2 separate regions of the Lactuca sativa genome follow, and region 1 is linked to region 2. A link is a contact called in public Hi-C data. All regions are on one chromosome and are shown on one strand. Each heading gives the region's core, a stretch centred on a gene start, on an enhancer-like site or on the middle of the called end of the contact. The rest is flanking DNA. Distances are from core to core; before and after follow the strand shown. Region 1 holds the start of LOC111904287 (protein KINESIN LIGHT CHAIN-RELATED 2). Region 2 holds the start of LOC111904291 (photosystem I assembly factor PSA3, chloroplastic).

Region 1 (4,062 bases), core at 634-3,133, 250 kb after region 2:
AAAAGAAATAGATTGAATCATACCTTCTTGTTGAAATAGTAAAGCCGAATTTATCTTGTCTTGGACGATTTAGAGCCCAAATGAGAACTTCGGTAGTGATCGCACCTAAGAACGATAACTAAGAAACTAGACAACAACAAAGAAAACTCCAAAACCCTATCCATGAGAGGGACAATCGAGAGGTCGTGAAGAACCATGAAGTTAAGATGGAAAAAAAGAGGGAGAAGCCATTTCATCATATGATCAAACATTAGCGTTGATTTTTATTCTAAGTATTATCTCTTATAATTGATATATAAATCCCTTTATTTAAGGGATAAATACTACTAATTTAAATTGGGGTAGTTACACTTAAGACCCTTAATTCTTCTATTTTCCAATTAATGCGTTATATCAAAATTTAACGAACTAGTCCATAATTCGCCTCTATCTAATGCTTAAATCATATCTTACATGTAACCCAAAAAGACTATGCTAATTATGAAAAATCACTAACTTGTTGTGACCATGTGCATATTTCCAACTGTCTACCACTTGCAACTATTACAAGAACCATATACTCCTACCTTCCTTAGAGTAGAAAGGTGTACGTCGTCTAAGACTACAGATGTACTCATAACCTAGAGGTATGGATAGTATTAAGTAAGTGATAAATATTTCTTTGTTATATGATATCCATATAAACATAAGACATGAAAATTTGTCAATCAAATATTTAAGACTATGTTTCTCGATAGAGGTTTGTGATGACCCACAACATACTACACGATTGATCTATTATTAATTTAGTATGAGTATAACAATACATTTGAAGTCAGTACCAAATCATCGAGGGGCCTAACGATGTCACTTCTCATGTTATGGTAAAAGGAACACATAAACTTTGAATACATGGACGGTATCACTCACTCTTCATGTCACAAACCAGACATTCCTTGTTTGACTGTCAGTTATGGACACATTAAGAGCACCAAAGCACAACAAATTGCATGACTAAGAATCCCATTCATCTCCATATGAAGAATATATATGATATTACTATCTTAGAATTACCCGTAACAGTTCCCATGAAGTAATCTCTAACTACGGGTTACTCTAATACTTAGTCTCCATTAAATACACATGAGTATTAGTCGCATCTCCATATTATATCCATCTCCATGAAGAATATACTAATATCTCGTGCAGTCTTAAACCGCTACCCACTTTTAGAAATATGACTAAATATGGTATATGGAGGCTTTAAATAAATTAATATTTTAGAATTTGGTTAAACATGCAAATAGAATACAATAGTAAATTAATGAAATGACTTTTCTTCGAGACATATTATGATATCGACTTAATAGTCACCAAATCACATAAAAATTTACAATTTATAAGTTCCCAAATAAGATCAAACTAAACTAGGCACATTCAAGCAAAATGATTTATAAATCTAATGTCTTTCAACCTAGTATGACAATCATACTTGGGTTGTAACAATGGCTTTGTGAATGGATCGACGAAATTATATTCTGATATAACTCTAGTGACTATGATGTCTTCATTTCTACTAATTGTCATATGCAATGATACCGGCCGACTATATATGCCTTGTACAGTAACAACGTCTCACACTCCTATTTTCATAATTAATGAATATTTTTTTATGGTTAACAAATGTAATGATTCAACCTTAACAAAATAAATCAACACTTCCTCTTAAATTTGTTAAAATTGAAAAATTTATTATTGTAAATAAAATTACAATATTTAATATAAAATTAATTCAAAATACATTATTATTATTATTATTATTAAATTAAATATTGATGGGAGAGTGTAAACTAAAAAAGCACAATCAAAAATGACATGCCAAGTAACACGATGGAGAAAGGGCGAGGGAGGGAGCGTTGCGGTTGCTGAGAGGGCGGTGTTGGTGGGAGATAATAAGTCCCCTTCGCTTGTAACATTCCATCTCTCTCCACCTCCATTTTTCTTTTTCACATATTTCTCCCATTAATTCTCTCTGCACATTTCCACTTATACATACATATATATTTATATCTACCAACACGTCACCCACAGACATACCTTAAATTATACATATATCATTCATCAGAATTATTTTAGTTTTGATTCCATTTTTGCTTCTTATCTTCTTCATCAACCACCTTTTCTCTGTTCATCAATCGGCGTATACCTTCATCTTTTTCTCTATATAAACACACACACTCCACCTACAAGGAGTCAAACACACATCTTTCAGTTCTTCCCCTTTCTCTGTTCTTCCTCTTGTTCATAAATCACAATCACAGAAACGATTCGGTTGATTTTGCTTCGAGTTTATCGAGGTAAGTGATAAATTCTCCCGCTCATTTTCGATTATTCCAAGATTGTCAATTTCGAATGAGATTTTTTTTCTTCGACGTTCTTCATGGATGAATGTTTGTTTATTAGTTTTTTTTGATATTATAATCGTGATTCAATTACACAAAAAATAGAACTAATTTAGGTTATAATCGTGATTCAAAATGAACTGTATGTCTAAATCTTTTCTATTCAGAAAAATTAGATTATTATGGATATAATCAGCATACTTTTGTTTATTTTTCATTTCGGCAATACAATTTTCTATTCTTTTTGTTTTTTCGTTTCAATTTAAGACTTTTTATATTATCGAAAACATATTGCTACTTTAGGTTAAAAATAACAAAGAATATTTTGTTTAAAAGGAATACACGTAAATGTATGCTAACATTTTGCGAAAAATTTGTGTACATATAACAGATTTTTTTTGACAATTTCTAATTGGTTTTTCTTTTTAGTTTCTTAGCTAGTTCTTTTAATAAAAACATATAGCAAATTTTTTAAATTAAGTATTTGATAAAAAAACTTATTTATAATATTAAAGAAAATAGGGATTATCGGTTTTATATGCTATCAAATCCAAGTGACCCAAATTTTACGACAATATATTCTTATCTCATTCTGCATTGAATTTTACGTTTTGTGATTCTTAAGTTTTGTATTCTTTTATTGTGATTCAATATTTTAAAATTTTGGGCGAAGAGAATATTAAACCTTTGAGTAAAAAGAACTGAAGTCGACATTAATTTCCATTTAGAATTTACATGAAACATTCATTAACAGTTACTCCAGTTATTCCCTTTTTTATTATTCTTTATTTTTCATACCATGATTATTTCACACTCAAAAGTGGAGCACACGTTTTAGTAGAAATTTTTGTGTTTCATGAACATCCTTTTCAGTTTAAAAAATTATTATATTTCTACAACTTTTTTTAGCTCCAATACAAAAATTTTAGAAATTGTTAAAATAATTATTTTATTTTATAAAAGTATTTTTTTTTTTTCTATTTTTGATTGCTTCCATGGATATGGCTATCTGCTGTCATATTCCAATGCACACCAGGTGTTCGATCATTTGCCTCTGTGAGAATACCACCGTGTAATTGTAATTCCAAAGCTGTTCAAAATGCCTGAAATTGTCGCCGACGTTTCAAACTCAAATCCGGCCGGCGATAACATACAAACCGGAGGATATGTCCCACACAAAGAGCTTTTCGGCTACTCATCGCCGAGAAGCCCATTGACGACACTCAGCCCGGAGAGCGACTCAATGGGTTTATCCGTTGACAGCCCCGGCGGCGTCGACACCTCCATTGAACAGCTCTATAACAACGTCTGTGAAATGCAAAGCTCCGATCAGTCACCTTCCAGGTTCAGCTACTTATCATATGGTCAAGAATCGCGAATAGATTCCGAGCTCCGCTTTCTCGCCGGAGGAGACTTTATGAAACCAGACGGCGGTGCTACAAAAAAGACGATCGTCATAATTGATGAAAAAGAAGTGAAAGAAGCATCAAACGACAGCAACCCGACTGTAATCATCCCAAAATCTGAACAGTCTTCAACTCCAAAAACCCGAATTCCTTCTCGTAAGAGGATTCCATCGAGGATGAATCTCAAAAAACAAGAAAAAATTTCACCCAACGAAGATCCAGCGTACCTCGGGACTTATTTACTCAAGCAAGCGCGAGACTTATTGTCATCAGGT
Region 2 (3,611 bases), core at 1,105-3,604:
TATTTTAAAATTTTATTATTTTAGCGGATGGATTTGTTGTTCAAACTGGAGATCCGGAAGGTCCTGCCGAGGGTTTTATTGATCCGAGTACTGAGAAAACAAGGACAATTCCTTTGGAAATTATGGTGGAAGGTGAAAAAGCTCCTGTTTATGGAGCAACATTGGAAGTACGTTTTATTTATTTATTTATTTATTCTTACATTTAAGATTCAAAAGCTTTAAGCTTATATTTGGCGTAGCTAGCTATTAGCTAAAAATCTAGCTGTTATATAAAAAACTGATAGCTGAAAAGCTAGTCGATAAAATCTAATGTTTGGTAAAACTAGCTGAAAGATATTTAGGTTGTGTTTGGCAGATCACAGCTAGCTGATAAAACTAACTTACTTTTCTAGCTTTTTTAAGTTGTCGTGTTTGGCAAGCCAAAAAGTAGCTTAAAAAATAGTTTATAAGATAGCTTTTTAAAAAGCTACTTAGACTAGCTTTTTAGGAGTTTTTTTAAAAATTTTCAAATATACCCCTTGATTTACTATAAAAATACAGTATTTTAAATGTCCTTTTATGTCATTTCATATTTTTCAGTTAGCTTTTCAGCTAGTTTTACTGAACTTTATTTTTAATAGTTAGCTTTTCACCTATTAACCGGCTTTTGATTTAACAACTAGCTTTTTAGCTATCAGCTAGTACGCCAAACATAGCCTAAATGACATAAAAGGCCATTTAGAAGAATATGTTTTCTATAACTAATTAAGAGGTTTATTTGGAAAATTATAAAAAAGCTCTTGAAAAGCTAGTCTAAGTAGTTTTTTAAAAAGCTAGCTTATAAGCACTTTTTGGCATGCCAAAACATGACAACTTAAAAAAACTTGAAAAATAAGCTAGTTGTTTCATGCCAAACACAACCTGAGTTTAACTGATATCATCTGCATATCATGAAGGACATTGGTCTCTACAAAGCTCAAACAAAGCTACCCTTCAATGCATTTGGAACCATGGCAATGGCTAGAGAGGTAAGTTATTATCATTACAATTATTATTCTAATAATAATAAATAAATAAATAATAAGTTTGGTTTGTTTTTTTTTTTTTTTTTGTTACAGGAATTTGAAAACAACTCGGGGTCAAGCCAAGTGTTTTGGCTATTGAAAGAGAGTGAATTGACACCAAGTAATGCGAATATATTGGATGGAAGATATGCAGTGTTTGGATATGTGACAGAAAATGAGGATTTTTTGGCCGATTTAAAAGTGGGAGATGTGATAGAATCAGTTCAAGTGGTTGCAGGATTGGATAATCTTGTTAATCCGAGTTACAAGATTGTTGGCTAATTTATTCATTTTTCTTTATTTTATGAGGATTGGTTTGGGAAGTATGAGTGTAATGGATTACATTTCATTATGAGGGAATTGTTGTAAGGTGTAACAATACTTATATTTATTTATGTTGTTTTCATAAGTTATGTAATGAATTCTTGTACAAGTTTTTGGAATAAAATTTGGTTGTAATAATGGTTGAGATGATTTAAGTGTTTTTTGTGACAACTTTCTTAAAATGTAGCTATGAAAAATGGAATACCATTTTAAGTAAATGCAAATATTACTATCATCTTTGAAACTAGTCAAATTACGAACATGACCATTTTAAGAAAATGCAAATATTAATATCATCTTTGAAACTAGTTAAATTAAGAACATGTTTTTTGTCAGAGAAAAGCAAAACCATGTTTGATATGTTTTTGTTGACAAAAAGTACTACAAAGCTTGAAAGTTTTGAACAATTTTCGAATATGTTGAGTAGTTTCAAGCTTGTTCATTTGTATGTATAGTTTTTGTTTCCAACTTGTTCTTTCTGTTAGATCTCCGCTGAAAGGATACAAAAAGAAAGAAGTCTAAAGAGAAAAAAGAATGGAGGAGAGAATGAAAATGGATGATGGAAGAAGAGATAATGATAATGAATACTGATCATTGTATAAAGATAGAAAAATAAGTGATTAAACGTGTAAAAAAACATAAATGACTAAATATATACAAAAATAAATATAAGTGTACATATTAATTGTTGCAAGAAAACTTACTAGAATACCATAAAACTAAATAACTATTGATAACTTATTTTAGTTAGTATTTTGATTCAGATTATCACTTTACATACATCTAAAACTCACCCCAAAAATCAAATGTACCAGTTTCAAACTCAAAAAGTGTAAAAAGCTAGAAACTTAGGATGTTTAGAGCGTCACAGGGTATGAAATACAAAAGACAAGAAAGTGGGGGGAGCAAAATGTTTGAATGAAAAGTAGAGGGGGTTAAATGTAGAAAACTTAAAAGACAAATGCAGAGGATAAAACCGCCCAACCACTGATATCCAACGGATGAGGCAAGATATCAAAAGGAAATATTCAAACTCCGACACACTCCACCGTCAGACATGGTGGTTATCACCTCCATCACCACCACAACCAACACCAGTCTCACACATATCTACACCCTAACCTGCAACCCTTCAACAACCTCTCTTCGTTACTTCCGCCACCTCCCCAAAACAGCGAACTCCACCATTTCCAGATCATCCAATGGAGTCGTGGTTATTAAGTCTTACATGGAAGACTCCAACACCATCTCCGGCTTCGCCAACAAAGTCATCGGCGCCTTGCCTGTAATCGGCCTCGTCGCCAGAATTCTAACTGACACCGGTGGCGTCGGCGGCGATTTCATTGATTTCGCCGAGTTTCGGAGAAGAGTCGGGAGGAATGCTTCCGTGAATGATTCTAGAGCTTTCATCGATTTCCAGGATCGAAGAGGAAAGGTACCTACTTCTCCATCACTCCATTCCTAATCCATCGCGAACAAATAATTCAAAATTCATCGTAATCTAGGGTTTCTCGAACTTACGATTTTGTTTCTGATTTAATCGCGAAATAGGCAGGGGATCCTCTATACGTGTTGATGTGCTGTTGGCTAGCTGCATTAGGAGCAGGATTGCTAAAATCTGAAGAAATTCTCGAAGGAGTTACGAGACTTCGGATCTCGAACGACATTGAATTCGAAGAAGAAACTTTCATCGCGATGATGAATGAAGCAAGAGAGGTTCGTTTAATCGTTTATGATTTTCGAAAACTTATGAACATCAAATTAAACGTTTCATGAATCGTAAATTGTGATATAACTGTTGAAATACAGAGAAGATTGAAGTCAAAAGTACCTGCACCGACGATTCCAATGGAGGCGAGAGCTGAGAAGGCGTTGGATGCGATATACGTGTGTTGTTTTGGAAGAGATGTGATTGATGAAGAAGATGAGAGGCAATTGCGTATAATGTTGAAAGTAGTTTTTCCTTCTGTTGGACAAAATGAGATCGATAGGATTGTGAAGGCGAAGGCTAAAAAAGTAGCGGAAGGAGGGGAAGAAGACAGGTTCCCGGAGCCGAAGCCGTTGTCTAAAGAAGCTGTGCAGCTGCAAATGAAAGATCTCCAGTTTCTCCAACAAAATAACGATAGTTAAATTTGTAGTTTCGTTTACGTTATGGCACAGATCTGAGTTATATATATGAGTAATTATTTTTGTGACTTGATACGGAAAGAAAGGGTAAAATCTGGATAATTTAGTGTAAATTTT

The links. A called contact is a pair of places that touch in the nucleus more often than the background predicts.
Region 1: a Hi-C map of seed shows a contact between it and region 2, with 7 times the contacts expected there. The contact joins the promoter of LOC111904287 here to the promoter of LOC111904291 in region 2. A contact is called at or near these places in 3 of 4 Hi-C or Micro-C datasets (leaf and seed).

Annotation. Positions count from the first base shown.
Region 1 is chr3:197,849,817-197,853,878 of Lsat_Salinas_v11, forward strand. It overlaps LOC111904287 (protein KINESIN LIGHT CHAIN-RELATED 2), which reads left to right and starts at 1,884. Exons shown (of 3, transcript XM_023900056.3): 1 at 1,884-2,336; 2 at 3,418-4,062. The coding sequence starts at 3,481.
Region 2 is chr3:197,594,613-197,598,223 of Lsat_Salinas_v11, forward strand. It overlaps LOC111904291 (photosystem I assembly factor PSA3, chloroplastic), which reads left to right and starts at 2,355. Exons shown (of 3, transcript XM_023900061.3): 1 at 2,355-2,802; 2 at 2,919-3,083; 3 at 3,177-3,564. The coding sequence starts at 2,425. The coding sequence ends at 3,497. It overlaps LOC111904290 (peptidyl-prolyl cis-trans isomerase CYP38, chloroplastic), which reads left to right. Exons shown (of 7, transcript XM_023900060.2): 5 at 25-167; 6 at 936-1,007; 7 at 1,098-1,517. The coding sequence ends at 1,325.